2 separate regions of the Capra hircus genome follow, and region 1 is linked to region 2. A link is a contact called in public Hi-C data. All regions are on one chromosome and are shown on one strand. Each heading gives the region's core, a stretch centred on a gene start, on an enhancer-like site or on the middle of the called end of the contact. The rest is flanking DNA. Distances are from core to core; before and after follow the strand shown.

Region 1 (3,219 bases), core at 200-2,699, 67 kb after region 2:
CACACAGAACAAAGGACTAGGGCAAGGGGGTGGCTGGCTGCTCGACCCTCCCTGGTCATACACCCCGGCCTCTGAGTCTCTGCAGCCTCCGTGGCAAAGGTGTCCTTGCCCTTCCTGGGAGCATGTACGCCTGATTCTGATCACTTTGGGGTCTGCTGTTCTCTTTTGCTCGTCCCCAAATCGGGCTGACGCTGCGCCTCCCAGGCCCCTGCCCCTCCCTTCCTCAGTGGCTTAGACCATGGGCACCAGGACTGCAGAGGGGGCTGCACTGTGAATGGCTCCCTGACCACCAGTCCCACCAACCCTCTCACCCGCCCAGCCTCACCTGGGAGGTCAGCTATTCGTGTTTCACTGGCGGAGAAATGGAAACAATTTGAGGATCTCTGGTGCTTCCGATGGTGAAGCATCTGCCTGCTATGCAGGAGACCTGGGTTTGATCCCTGGGCCAGGAAGATCCCCTGGAGAAGGGAATGGCAACCTACTCCAGTATTCTTGCCTGGGGAATTCCACGGACAGAGGAGCCTGATGGGCTACAGTCCATGGGATTGCAAAGAGTCAGATACGACTGAGCGACTGACACTTAGGGCCCCAGCACTTGTGAACCAGGCTAAAGATAATGGGCACCAGAAAAGCGAAACAAGGGTGAGTGTGTGCAAGAGGGCTCTGAGGTGACTGAGCTGTGGCTTAACTTATCAAATCACCTTCTAACAGGCTCCCCTGCCTCCAGCTCCCATCTCCTCACCTCTCCCAGAGTCAATCTTTGTATAATTCAAATCGGACTGTGTCTCTCCCTTGAGGAAATCTTGCAATAATTTCCCGCCTGCTGGCAGGGGAATCCTGGCTCTTGGGCATACCAACCTGCAACCCTGCCTCTCTCCACGAGAGATGGGGATTTTCAGTCCCCACCTGGGACCCTAAGCCTGGCCTTACCTGGAGCTGGCCGGCCCCAGCACTGTGTTCCATGGCACAGGGCCTCACATGTCCTTCCCTGCCTTCTCACCTGGCTGGCCCCTCTCACCCTTCGAGACTCACCTTCCGGACGAGGCCTGCCCTGCTCTGTCCGGCACGAGCCTCACAGCTCCCGCCAGTCCTCTGGGCAGATGTCTAGCCCAGCATTTGTGACTGTGCGCCAATGGTCTGTTTGCTTTCTCCCCTACCTTTGAGCGTCTTAAAGGCAGGGACCACATATTACTCATCTGTACCCAGTCCTGGCTCCATAAAGGCTGAAAGATGAAACCGTAAATGAACATAGAAATGAAAGCGGTAGTAACTCCTCCCCTTACGTCCCACCAGAGCCAGCCCAATGAAGGGATCAAGGAGAGGCCAGAGGGTAAGCGCTGCCTTGGTGACCCCAGTGGTCGAATAACCACCACTTAATCCTGGGACCCTGACATGATGGATGGACGCTGTTTCCCACACACCATCAGGCTGTTTCCTCGGATGGGAGGGGCTGCTGGAGCTGGCCCAGCGCCACCTGGTGGACAGAATCTCCACTGCACGCCCCACCGAGGAACCCAGCAACCCGCCGCCATCCCCCTCCCCACCCCCAACTTCCCACCCCTCCTGGGGGAAAGCCCTTGAAGACCCCAGCTCTGGATTGCCAGCCCAGAAGGTACCGGGGCCACCCCCAGAAGGTCAGGCCATAGGGCGTAGGGTGTCAGACCGCAGTGTCACTGTCTGGGGAGAGAAAGCTGGAAACAACCTTCCTCTCTCGCCCACAGCAAAAGGTTCTCTACATTAACCATCAAGGCCTACAATTCACCCAGGGGGTGATCCCCTGTATCCTGGAGGTCCAGGTAGAGACACCTGCCTGGAAATCTCAGAACTGCTCCAAAGGTTACTGCCCAAGGAGGGAAAAGTTGGTTCAAGCAACTGGTTTTCCTGAAATGCCCCTCGCCCCCAGCCCCCAATCTGTATGAGAGGAAACACCCAGATCCCCACCCTGAGTCCACCAGTCCAGATCTGTGATGTTGCACCGATCACAAGCTGTTTTGGAGACCACAGCAAGGGGAGTAAATGATCCCCTTATGAAGATTTGGGAGGCAGCTCAGAGGCTAGAAGCTAGTGGCTATGAGGTCAAGGTCTTTGTGTGGCCAGGCCAGTATAGATGCCCACGCCACCTCCTGCACAGTTCGCCCGAGCCCAGATGGACCACGACTTCACCCAATGTCCACCTCGGGTCCCAGACCAGTGTCTGCCTTCTGGACAGGAATCCTCTTCTTCCAACTTTTCCCCTCATCTCCGTCTCCCCTGACAGTAAATTTAGGACTCTTGGAATATAACTCAGGGATACATTACGACTTTCGTGGGCCATAGGCATTTTGGTCTTTGTCAGCCTCTTGCTCAGTTAAAAATAATTTTTTTAAAAATTATAGTTCAAGACTGTCAGTATAAAAACAAATGTAATATACAATGAATTCATTATTCATTTTTATAATTACATTTATTTTGATTTCAAAAGAATTTAAATTTAAATAGTCTTCATGAGCCCCTCCCACTCAATATCGTGGCCCCTAGACACATGATTCCCGTGCCTCATGGGCAAATCATGCCCTGCAGAACTGAAGCCCCCACTGCACAGGTGCGCAAACTGGCCTATCCCCTGAGGTGCCACGCCTGTGCCCTTGGTCAGCATCGGCAACTGCAGCAGCCCCAGTGGACCTCAGGGGAGCCTAGGGAGTTTTCTTTTAAGGGGATAGTGACAGTGATCCTGGTGGCCTCTTTGCTTCTCCCTGAACACCACGGCAACCTTCAAAGTAGCCAGCACATCACGCGTCTAATCAAACCAGTCCTTGAATTGTTGAGGTTTCTCTGAATCTGGACTATGGAGCATGTGGTGCTGCAATGGGATTCTATCATTATAAAACTGCATTTCCTTAACTATTTGAAACCTTAAGAATTCTGAGAAACAGAAGTTAAGTGTTAGTGTAAGGTGGGTTTACATAGAAAGATATAACGAAATTTACTTTACATGTGAAGTTAGATCCAGAACACTTTTTAAATTATTCTTTCAACTAATAGCTATCAGAGCAACCAATATCATAAGGTCACAGATCCATGAATTCTCATTTCATTAAAACCTCCACTTGGCAGCCTACACAGCTTTTCAGTGAATGTGAAAGTTCCCATCCGAAATATTGCCAAATCAATTAAATCAAGGAATTAAATCTGTGGCTGAAAAGTTATGAAACCACTTATATTTATTTCTTAAATGATGTT
Region 2 (3,398 bases), core at 503-3,002:
CCTCCTCTGACCTGCGCACAGAGAACCCCGGGGGGACCACCCCTACCCCAAGGCCAACAGGGAGTTCTGGAGCCCAGGGAATCCAGCTCACCGTCAGCCCCTTGGCTGATGATCAGGCTGAGGATAGCCAGACTGAGGCACCAAACCATAGCCCAGCTGCCTGCTTGCTTGGCCCCTCCTCTCCACAGGGGCCCAGATGGAGGGGCCCGGGGACGTGCAGAGCCCAGCAAGCCCCTCAGTCCTTCTGATCAGGTCACAGGGATCAGCGCTCACTCTTCTGGACAGTTAGGGCTTGGCTCACGTCACACCTGAGAAAGCCGTTCTCTGGAGCACCACCAGATCTAGATGCAAAATGCAAGGCAACATGCAAAGTGGGCCAGTGTTGGAAACCAGAGGAACCCCTCCCTCCTCCCGGAGTTGGAGTTAGAAAAAAGCCGGAGGTGAGCAAAGGTAGAGAAGGGAAGAGGAGCGCAGATAAGTGGCGGAAGGGCGAGGGAGTGCTGGGGTGCGGAGACCAGACAGGTAAGGACATGTGGGAAGCACAGGGCTGGAAAGATCATAGGAAAAGCTGAGGAATTCTGGGGATACCCTCTTTACTCAAGCTCTTGGAAATTTGCGCCACGAGGGAACTGGGGTTCCTCTATACTTGGAAAAGGACTGGTCAGTTAAGTACGGGAGACACAGAGCCCCCATGGTCCAGCCTTCTCTCTGTCCTCTGTCCTTAGTCCTGATGCTAATTAACAAGGTAGCAAAGAGCAAGATAGAACCAGCATTATCACCTCCACCCCACGGTGACATATAAGGACAGTGAGGATCTCAGAGAAACCTGCTTAGGTGTACACAGTCAGTCAAAGGCAAAGTTGGGATGAAAACCCCCAGAAAGTTCCCCGCACAGATCCTTGCCTCATTTCTGCAGCCTCTGTGAACCCTACGAGCTGGGAATCTTGTACCTCTTTCTCCAGTCAACCTCCCAATACTGCTTTAGCCATGAATGCGTCAGACACTTGGGAGAGGAGCTCCCTCTCCATCTGCTGGTTTGGGGGTGCCCAGGCAGCATTCTCCAGGTCTGGGCACGTCCCAGGGCTTGTGAGCTGGCGGCTGGTGCCACTTCCTCTTCCTGATGCTGCCAAGGCAGCCCTCCGTCTTGCCAGACACCATGACCCAAGTTCCTCCCATTTTTCTCTCCCTCCAGCATCCTCGGGGCCCAAGGTTTGCCAGGCTCTCGCTTCCCCAACCCCAGAGGCATGGCCCATATGAAGCTAAAAAGCCCAAGAGTCCCTAGGGTGTACAGAGTGAGCCCTGGTGGCTGGAGGGGAGGAGGTCCTGACAGCCCCAGGGCCTAAGCATCTAGGGAAGTCACAGTGGGGTGGTGCTGCCTTGGACCTGGCAGACCTAAGTGGACTCTGCTCTATAGGCCTCCACCCCGCTCCTGGCCTCACAGGTCAAGACAGGCTGTAAAACCTCCCCCATGTCCCCCAGCCTGATCCCTGCCTCTACTGAGGGGCCCTGCACATCTAACTCCTGATAAGTCACCAGCAAGCAGCCCCCGGCTTCCCACTGCCCCAAGTTCTCCCATACGTCACAGACATATCTTCTTCTAAATGCATAAGAACTCCCAGTTCCCTCCTGGTTCAGTGTTCCGAAAACCCTAGTAAACCCAGGTTTGCCCAGAATCCCTCTGTTTTTCCTAAGAGCTTTCCAACTCTTCTGCCGCCACTAGGCTTCGCCTGCTCTCCCCACCCAGCACCCTCTCATTCTCCCATCCCAGTTATCCCCACTTCTCACAACCTTCCCCACCCCCCACAATTCCCACTCTTCGCACCTGATCTCCAATTGCACCAGATCCTCGGTGCTTCAAGGAACTCCCGGTCTCCCCCAGAATCGCCACCCGCCCACTTCTCCCATCCTCTCCTCCGTGGAATGCTCCTGCCTCAGCCCACAATACACTTCTGATACCCCGCCTTCAATTCTCTTCTCCCTTGCCGTCTCCGGACCCCTGGAACTCCTCCTTGCGTCTGGAACCCACCAAGAACGAACCTCCCTCCCCACCTACACACACACACACACACACACTACTTCCGAACTCCCCCAGTTCTCCGGAGTCATCATCCACCCACCAAGAATTCCACTTCACTCCCCAGAACTCCCCTAGTTCTGCTCCCCCAAAGAATTCCACAATTCCCCCGCTTTCTCCTGTCCCCCATAACTCCTGCACTGTTCATCCCCTCGCTGGCACCCCCATTCCATTGCCCCCAGAACACCCCCGCCCTCACCTGCTCCGCACCGCTCGGCCTCACTCTTCCAGCTACACAATAGGGGGCGGGCCCGCCTCCCCGCCTCGGATGCCCCGAGCGCCTCCCGTCGCCCTGGAGACCGCCAATCCCCCTCCCGCGGCGGCCAATTGGAGCTAGCAGAAGGCGAGGCTAGGCGGGCGCGACCCCCGAGCGGCCTGGGAATTGTAGTTTCAGGAGAGCAGGGCTCCGTGGCACGTGGGCCCGGGTCGCCCCCTGGTGGAGCTCGATACAACGAAGCGTGGAAAGACCGATCGGTCGGCCGCTTCCCGCTGCAAGCTTGCGCGGCTAAGCGGGTCAAGGCCCGGGCTCCCGGGGTCGCAGGAGCTGACCCGTAGCTGGTTCCTTGCACTCCTTCCTTCCTGGGTAAGCCACCTTAGACGTCCTCCCTTCGCCTAACGGGCTTAACCGCAGATGCGGCAGCCAGGGTTGAAACTCGAACCTGGCGGGCAGAAGCACCAGGCAGGGAGCAGGACTCCCCGCCCTCCTCCCAGGGGATCCACCCCGCCCCTCTGATCACCTCCCCCATCCCCATCGCCACCTCCACCTCCACTTATTCTTCTCTGGCCGGACTGGAAATACCTGTCTGCACTGGCGAGCTCCCAAATCTTGCCCAGGCGCCTCCCACTGTGTGCAGAGCGGAAGGCAGCGCTCCCAGCCTGAGGTTGCCAAGTCAGCTCCCAGCACCAACCACCCAGAGAAACGAGTCCAGAGGGAAGAAACTAGAGAGAGACATCCTGGCACGGGAGATTGGGAGAGGAGGACTGAAATAAACGATCACTTATTGAGCCCCTGCAGGGAGCCAGACCCTGGACTACATGCTTCAGGACTCCTATGTGACCTGTACGGAAACTCTGTGAAGTATGTAAAGCTCCGTGTGACAAATAAGAAAACTGAGGTACTACAGGGTGAAGTAACCTCCCCAAGAACACAGGGCAGAGCTGGAGTGAATCCCAGCCTAGACTCCGTCAAACCCACCCACCTTGGGGACTTCAAACTCAGGCAGAAACACATCTTGCATGTCAGCCCTGCAGCCTTCTCTGCTTCCTCAACTTGGTGCTGTCTTGGGGATGCAGGGTCATGACTCCTTCCCTACCACAAATCTGA

What was found. A called contact is a pair of places that touch in the nucleus more often than the background predicts.
Region 1: a contact with region 2 is called in a Hi-C map of liver, with 3 times the contacts expected there. The contact joins the enhancer-like site here to the promoter of IGSF9 in region 2. A contact is called at or near these places in 2 of 5 Hi-C or Micro-C datasets (blood and liver).

The regions. Positions count from the first base shown.
Region 1 is chr3:110,250,297-110,253,515 of ARS1.2, forward strand. No RefSeq gene overlaps it. Among named protein-coding and RNA genes, the nearest start is that of PIGM, 27 kb to the right of the region's middle. Within about 2 kb of position 1,450, at least 2 of the 5 cell types and tissues checked have an H3K27ac peak or open chromatin away from gene starts, as enhancers often do.
Region 2 is chr3:110,182,744-110,186,141 of ARS1.2, forward strand. It overlaps IGSF9 (protein turtle homolog A), which reads right to left and starts at 1,753. Exons shown (of 21, transcript XM_018046365.1): 1 at 92-1,753. The coding sequence starts at 149.